3 separate regions of the Zea mays genome follow, and regions 1 and 2 are each linked to region 3. The links are chromatin contacts, called in public Hi-C maps. All regions are on one chromosome and are shown on one strand. Each heading gives the region's core, a stretch centred on a gene start, on an enhancer-like site or on the middle of the called end of the contact. The rest is flanking DNA. Distances are from core to core; before and after follow the strand shown. Region 1 holds the start of LOC109940748. Region 2 holds the start of LOC103633997 (peroxisome biogenesis protein 3-1). Region 3 holds the start of LOC100273133.

What was found. A called contact is a pair of places that touch in the nucleus more often than the background predicts.
Region 1: a Hi-C map of ear shows a contact between it and region 3, with 4 times the contacts expected there. The contact joins the promoter of LOC109940748 here to the promoter of LOC100273133 in region 3. A contact is called at or near these places in 12 of 25 Hi-C or Micro-C datasets (bundle sheath, ear, endosperm and 4 more).
Region 2: a contact with region 3 is called in a Hi-C map of endosperm, with 3 times the contacts expected there. The contact joins the promoter of LOC103633997 here to the promoter of LOC100273133 in region 3. A contact is called at or near these places in 3 of 25 Hi-C or Micro-C datasets (ear, endosperm and leaf).

What each region holds. Positions count from the first base shown.
Region 1 is chr7:90,134,657-90,137,356 of Zm-B73-REFERENCE-NAM-5.0, reverse strand. LOC109940748 reads right to left here and starts at 1,299. Exons shown (of 1, transcript XM_020540884.3): 1 at 1-1,299. LOC103633997 (peroxisome biogenesis protein 3-1) reads right to left here. Exons shown (of 7, transcript XM_020540883.3): 6 at 2,577-2,700.
Region 2 is chr7:90,111,348-90,114,047 of Zm-B73-REFERENCE-NAM-5.0, reverse strand. LOC103633997 (peroxisome biogenesis protein 3-1) reads right to left here and starts at 1,345. Exons shown (of 7, transcript XM_020540883.3): 1 at 1,159-1,345; 2 at 886-1,050. The coding sequence starts at 1,175.
Region 3 is chr7:89,980,254-89,982,970 of Zm-B73-REFERENCE-NAM-5.0, reverse strand. LOC100273133 reads left to right here and starts at 1,279. Exons shown (of 7, transcript NM_001147580.1): 1 at 1,279-1,639; 2 at 1,817-2,003. The coding sequence starts at 1,451.

The DNA.
Region 1 (2,700 bases), core at 50-2,549, 150 kb before region 3:
GTGTAGGGGCACGAGAGACGCAACTGAATGCCACTGGTGAGGAAGAATGACCGAGAGGCGTGGTTGTCGAACTCGCGGCCGTTGTCGCACTGCAGTGCACGGACCGGGCGCCGGAACTGGGTGGATACCCAGGCGAAGAAGTGAGGGTGGTAAACGTGTCGGACTTCAGCCGAAGGGGGAAAGTCCAAAGTAAATGGGAGTAGTCGTCCAGAATGACCAGGTAGTATTTGTAGCCGAAGAGGCTAAGGACAGGAGACGTCCAGACATCACAGCGGACAAGATCAAAGGCCTGAACAGCCCTGGACGTGGAAGTGGAAAAAGGAAGACGGGAGTGACGGCCGAGCTGACAAGCATGACAGAGGCGCTCAGAAGAGCCCCGAGTATAGGATATGTCTGAGTGGCCGGAAAGCTGGGACATGACGTCAGGTCCAGGGTGCCCAAGACGACGATGCCAAATGGCGGAGAAGGTGGTGGTAGTAGCAAGAGCATGTGATGTGGTGGTAGTAGTAAGTGCAGGAGATGAGGCTACTCTGGTGTGGAGAGTGGAGGGCAAGTGAAGAGAAAAGAGGGGGCTAGAGCTGTCACAGCGAGCGAGCACAGCATGTATGGGAAGGTGGCGTATGGTGAGACCCAAGGGGTCGAACTCCATAGAGCACTGGTTGTCACTAGTGAAGCGACGAACCGAGAGGAGGGGATGAGTCAGTCCGGGAGCAAGAAAGACGTCGTTAAGGCAGAATGGTCCTGGAAGAACCGATGCACCTACTGAGGTGACCGGGAGGGTGGAACCGTTGCCGACGAAGATGGAGGAAGGATGTGAGGGGTGTGGTGGATGGGAGTGGAATAACGAACTAGTTGTGGGGGTAGTGTGGAAGGAGGCCCCAAAGTCAACCACCCAATCGACGGGAGAGGGAGATAGAGGGAAGGCCGCAGGGTGCGCTGAAAGAGCCAGAGGAGGAGCGCTAGCGTGGTTACTAGGAGGGGAGGGGGACAAAGGGGGCTCGATTGCCAGGGAGGCTATCATTGTACGAGGAAAGACAAGGGGTCCGGACACGTGACGACCGGCCGTGGGGTGGATTTCAACACAGTCACGGAGGACAGGGCTCATGGTGCGATCGAAGGCCACGAGGGTGCCCTGGACAAGCTGACCATCGTGGAGGACACGCACGGTGAGCCCGTCGAAAGGGGGTGAAGCCATGAGAGAGTGGAGAAGTGAATGGCGAATGGTGCAGCAAAGGGATGCACGGCGTTCAGCAACGAGGGGATACACGCGGAAGGAGGTTGTGCTCCTTGGATGAGCCGCTCACAAGGGAAGAGGAATGGAGAAGAGAGAGGTGGTGCTTTGTGGTGGGAGATGGAAGAGAGGGAGATGGGGAGTGCGGCTGCAATTATGCAATCAATGGCTACGGCGGCGGCTCTGGTGCGCGTTCTGTCGGGTGAGGCGAGCCCGCGGCGACTGACAGGCAGAGGGGAAATGGTCGTCAGGACGTGTTCGAAGAGGCCCTCGTCGCAGGGGAGCGCGAGGCAGAGCACGCAGAAGGAACAGGAAGCCGAGCAGCCGAGGTCGAGCAGATCTGCAGCAGGTGCCGATGCGACCGAGCAGCACTACAGCAAGGGCCGAGCACAGGAGCAGTCAGGAGCACTGGAGCAGCCGAGCACTAGGAAAACGAGCAGGGGACGGTCGGACGGGGATCCGATGGAAGGCTGGACGAAGAGTGAATGACGAGCAGCTTCTCACCCCTAGGGCCGATGAACACCGTGTGGGGCAGCACGAGGTTGGGGTGGCTGACAGCGCCGATCCGCCGCGCGGCGGCATAGGCCTCGTCGGCGCCGACGACGACGCACGCGGGGCGCACGAACCTCAGCAGCACGGCGGCCTCCCCGGAGCGCACGGCGGTGCAGTACAGCGTGCTGTGCGCGGACTTGGCGACGACCTCCCCGGGCGCCTCGAGGACGGCGGCCACCGACAGCGCCTCCACGCCTGGGAACCTGAGGAGCGCCTGCGGGCCGGCGCCGAGGCGGTCGGCGAAGGCGTCGAAATACGGCAGCGCGGCGCCCCCGCCGGTCGGCGGCTCGCGCGCGTTTGGAGAAAGACAAGCGCCCGAAGGAGCGCGGCTGGGTGGAGGAGAGGGGCCGCGGGCCGGAAGCAGAGGGGCAGGAGGCGGCGGCCGGGGCAAGGGGAAGGGCCGGCGGCGGCCGGAGGAAGGAGAGGGGGGCGGCGGGTTGGGCGGCTGGGGTGGCGGCGCCCGAGAGAAAGGGAAAAAACTAAACCTAGCTCTGGTACCAAGTTAGAATAGGAAACCCTAACCCTAACAGGGGTTGGGTGATGTATTAATAGACTGAGTAAACTGGGCCAGGCCCATTACAGAGGGGTGAGATAGTAATTGCACGGGGAAATCCCCAAACCCAAAACGGGTATTCTAACAATAAGTATTAGTGAATTCAAAGTTAACTCATGGAAGCAACAAAAGATGAGAACTGGTCATACAGCGGATTGAGCAAAGAAAAACTGCATCGTTGTGGTGCAAATCATGAACTCGCAATAACTGAACAGAGCTTAATGCATAATGCATTATTACCTTGCCAGTACTATTCGTGTCTCAGACATTAGTTGGTCTAGCTTTCTGAAATCATTTAGGAGTGATGAATCATCAAAGCCACTACTGGACACAGCCATCAACTGTGCATAAACAGGGGGATTCT
Region 2 (2,700 bases), core at 96-2,595, 130 kb before region 3:
TTAAAAATTTGTATCATTATTTCATATTTAGTTTTGTACTGTTAAAGTTATTATATTACCTGATCTTTAGCCTATCAAAATAATTTTGAAAAATTATAATATATCTCACTAGGCTAAGTTATGACATTAGCAAGTAATCAACCAATTTTGAACAGAAAAATTAGTTCGTATATAAAAAATAAAAAAACAATGTTGTTAAGGGATAGATCGAACCAACTCAAACGTACAGAGAGGTAAATTGAACAAAAAATAGTTTAGAGGTTATATGAACATTGACTACAGGTGAGGGAGTAATTTAGACTTTTTCCTTACTAAAACAAGAGTGAAGCCACTGTTCTGGTCCAATTCAGCTGCGAATTGAATCAACCCTCAACCCAATTGAGGCTTTGTTCGCTTATTTCCATTCCATGTGGATTGGAGGTGATTGGGATGTATTGAGGTGTATTTTGTTTTACTATGGATTTAAACCGACTCAATTCCATCTAATCCATATGGATTAGCATCAAACCGAACAAATCATGGGCGCAACCACCGAGATACCAGATAAAATCGATGTGGATCTGCAGCCTCAGCTTTGTGAATTGGGAGCGAATCCTCCCTCAGGTAGAGGCAAGCAGCCGAAGGATAGAGTAGAGCAATGAAGAACAGGAGCGCGCAGCCCCTAAGCAATGCCAGAAGCAGCAGGGGGAATTCCAAGCAATCCAACCTTAAGGGCTTGTTCGGTTAGCTCTCAATCCATGTGGATTGAGTGGGATTAGATGGGTTTGAATCCCAAACAAGTCAAACTTCTTCTCAATTTTTTCCAATCCCATCCAATCCATGTGTATTGGGAATAACCGAACAAGCCCTAAGTGGGGGAAGAAGGGGACTAAATTAAACTCTTACTGGTTCTTAACGAGGTCGGCGGCGGCCCGCTCCTCCATGGCGCGCAGCTGCTCGACCCGCACGAGCTGGGCGCGGCGCCTATCGTAGAAGCGGTAGGCGGCGTACCCCAACCCAGCGACGCCCAGAGTGACGAGGATCTTCCGGCGATGCCGCGCCCAGAACCCCCTGCACACACGCCACGCGGAAGGGAACGCCGTCAGGCAATCTGCCGAACGCCTTGCTGGTAGGCCGCGGGCGAGCCGAAATCCACGAACCCCCGGTAGAATCACTCACCTTGCCGAGGCCAGCATGGCGGCGGAGATTGAAGTCGCGAGGGGAATCCGGGTTGGTGTGCCTGCGGTGCTCGCGATCAAGAAGGCATGGTGGACTGGAGTTGGGACTTGGTGGAGACAGGAGAACCCGGACTCCAGAGTCCAGACTGACTTGGGGGAGCTGGAGCTGAACGATGGCAGGTTTCTTAAAAACTGGGTTTTTAGAGATTTTTCTATATTATTAAAGCCGGTTCAAACCGGCGAAGACGGATCTATCCACGTCAGCTTAATTTCTTCACGTCGCTCGATCGTCAATCAACGGCTTCCATTCTCCCCGAGGCAGAGACAAGCAGGTTCCAGAACCCTCCTCGCGGCTCACGCCACACCTCAGTCCGCCGAGACCGCCCCTTGCGCTCCCGGCCATTCCCAGACTTCGCCCTCCTCCGCCTCCAATGTCGGCACTGCGTCCCCTCCTCCCTCGCGCTTCTTCAACGCCACCCACCACTTCGTGGACCTTCCACCGCACCCTACTCCTCCATGACCAGTCCCGCCGCCTACTCCTGCCTCGCGCTTCTTCGACGCCAAGCACCAATAGAAGAAGCAACAGGTGCCCTTCCCTCCGTCACCCACGACGTCGACGCCGACGATGTCGGCGACCCCCCCCCCCCCCCCAACGTCCCCATCGAGATACAGAGATCTATCGGCTGCTTGAGCATTCTAGACGCCACATGACGACACCGATTGGCGGTGGGAAAAAGAAGACGGAGGCCACTTCACCGTCGTCGCGAGGAGGAGACGTTGTTAAACTCGATGAACGCGACGGCAGGTATGGCTCCCCTCCACCGCCTCCCTTCCCGCGCGCTGCCTTTGTCTTCGTCTCGCCTGCTCCCATTCCCACATGTATGAACGCCTCCCATCGTGCTTCCTCAGATTAGAATTTTTTGTGCGTTTGGGTTAATTCCTTGCCTTCTTCTTCGTGCGCGCACGCCGCCGAGCGGCATGCCGGTGGCGCGCATGTGTGTTACGGACAGTGAACGGGGCGTGAGCGTGATGGAGCCGTGCGACATGTGTTGCAACAGGAAGCACTGCGGGAGGCCGGGATAGGGGACGTGCGCCGGTGCGCGGGAGACAAACTTCACCTCTACAGGAGTGAGGAGTCAGGACCTCATAGTTGTGTGCGGGACTCTTTTCGAGCCACTGTCGTACACCAGCTTGGGCGCCTCCATCGGATTCAGATCGTCGCTGGACTCACTTCCTTGACTTACAAGCTGCCATGGTAAGCAACGCCCGCGCATATGTGATCTGTCCTGGCCACGCTTACTTTGTTCCCCTCTCTAAGATGACATCTTTGGCACTTCAGAACGCGTAGAGCTTCAGAGGTTAGATCCCCTCTGTTGTCCAGCCTTTCCTGTCCTAGAATTACATCAACGACGAATTCAAGCCACCCAGATCAGGGAACTCCGAAGCAGGTCTGCAGGTGCGTCCTCACTCCCCTCTATGTTCCTGATTCTTGATGTCACTGTTACATCCTAACAGATTTTTATTGAGCTTGCTGTGGGATTGA
Region 3 (2,717 bases), core at 30-2,529:
AGTTCAACATTACAAAAAGGTAGCCATAGCTGCTATAACTCATCGACCACAAAAAATCTAAAATATGTCATGGAATTGAGTTTGACATTATTACTTCAGTACTATGCATACTATAACTAGGAATTCACAGAAGTAATTTCAGTGCAGTACTGCATCTGCGTATGTTTGACATCACACATGCAGTATCCATAGATGGCTCCCCTTTTAAAATCAGTTATCTCACTGTCAGTAACTTTATACATATAGATGACTCCCCTTTTAATACATATTTATGTCGAGGCAGAAAAACCCCATGGAAGCTTAGTTGGGTTCCCAATGTGCTAACACGAACTATCATCTCTAGATGAAGCAGAATTTATAACTTGAAGCCATGGCCAAACAACATCTCAATGCCAAGCAGTATAGATGCTTCCAGCTCCCAACGATTCTGAATGCAAGCTGAATTGTTCTACTTCCAAATGCACTCGTACTTGGTGGCGTTGTTCAAATGCAAAGTAGATTCTACTACTACCAGCATACATATGCTCCTAGCTCCCCAACGATTCATGCATGGCTAGAAGCTAGCTCCTATAGAAATCTAGCGGAATCCAATCTAGCGGAATCACCGTAACCAGAGAAGTGCACTGGGAGAATACTTGAGGAAGGGCCAGTACGTCTCTAAAATCTAGCGGAATCTGGGACGCACGCACAGGATCTCGTCGTGGGCGAGATTAATCAGCTGAAATGAAACAGGCAACGAGACGGGATGATTCGCACCTTGTGGATTGACGATGTAGGGATGATGGCAGCGTAGAGGACGACAGCAGCGTAGGGGACAGCGGCGGCAGTCACGGCGAGGTCCAGCGATGGTGGAGGGGATCAGTGGGAACCAGCGGTGGTTGCAGGTGGGAAGACGCCGCTCCACCCTATGGGGCTCGGCATCGGCGTGGAGGTGGGCCGTGGTGCCTCTCGCGGTCCGGTCAGTGTGGAGAAACAGGGGATTGATTAGCTGGTTTTAGCCGGTGTGGGATAGCTAGGAAACTAACGGATATTTGGGATATAACTAATTATTAGTTGCACTTTTAGTTGAGCTGTTTGGATGCATATAACTAATATTAGCAGCTAATTATTAGTTTTAGTACATTCAAACACACCCTAAATGTGTATGTCAGATAAGATCTCAGCTACACATAGGACGCTTCGAGTGCATGCTTGGACCAGCCCAAGATTACCATATCCGACTCTATTTGGGTTTAACCGTTCAGCCGGAGCCGTAGTCAAACACGCCCGGGTGCGTGCGTGGCCTACACCGTTGAGCCGGAGCCGGAACCGGTTGCCTGCCCGGAGCCATGAACGCCTACCTCCACTAACTCACACTTCTCCTAAAGTTTCCCCACCCCCGTCCGCCGATCCACCACCGATCTGGTCTCACTGCATCCTCCTCCCCTCGCCGTCCAAGAGCGCCGGTCCGATGGGTCGTCCGCCGAGCACCACTGGTGCTCCGGCCTTCCGCTTCCTCCCTTCCGAGGTGGCGGAGATGGAGGCGCGCTTGCTGCAGCTCAACAACGGCATCCCCACCCGCGCCATGCTCCAGACTCTCGCCGATAAGTTCTCCGCCTCGCCCGAGCGCGCCGGCAAGGTGGCCATCCAGCCCAAGCAGGTCCGGCGCCGCCTCGTCCTCCAGCTTCGTGCTTCATATTTTTTTTATTCGAATCAAGTCGAATCCTCCCCTTCCCCACCCTCACCCCACCGGCCACCAGCCCTTCCTTTATGGGTGATTTTGATTTAGGGTTTCTCTCTGATATGTGAAACTTGGATATGGCTACGGCTGGTCTAGGTGTGGAACTGGTTTCAGAACAGGCGTTACTCGCATCGGGCCAAGACCACCAGGGTCGTGCCGTCTCCACCGGCTAAGATGACCCCCTCGGGGGCCGATCACCACCAGCACGCCGCTAACGCCTCCGCCTTCAGGGCCGCTCAGCCCTCTTCTGTCGCTGTTGCTCACCATGGCTCCTCCTCGACAGGTGATTGATTCTCCGTCTCCGTCTCCTCCGCATGTGATTCACCACTAACCAATGTCGTGATGCATTCAAATGCTCTACTGGTATGGGATAACCCAATTGTATGTGTACTGTGCGATCAACTTGTTGCTGCAAATGCACGAAACCCTACAAGGACGCTGCTACCTGTAAGGTTATGTTCATAGTGAAAGGGTTCCTCCAAGAACATGAAGTGCCCTACAAAATCAATGTTTGTTGTGGACGATGGGGCCCAGTTGCAAGCTTTGAACAATCTGCAAAGCTCACCAATGAGAGTGCAAAGATTTGTTAGATGGATAGTGTGAGGCATTAGGGAAGACCTGGGGGCATCATGTTCTCTTCTCAAAGACACCGGGCACCAGTTTGAGCTGAGCAATTCTTTCATCTTTGCATGCTCAAATCTATGTGCTAAAATGATATGAGATGCAGGTGGAATGCGGCCACACCAGTGTATGTGGCCGCAGCAGTCATAGATAAAGTGGCTGCGGTGGAGATCTGAGGATGGATAGTGAGGTGTCATGGAAGTGTCTGGTGTATGCGGCCACAGCAATATAGATATGGTGGCGGCAGTGGCAGTGGAAATCTGTAGGAAGCATAGCTCTAGGCATCAGGGAAGACCTAGGTGCACTGCATTCTTGTCTTCTTGAAGTTAATGGGCACCTAGTCGAGCATAGCAATTCCTTCATGTTCGCTTGCTTA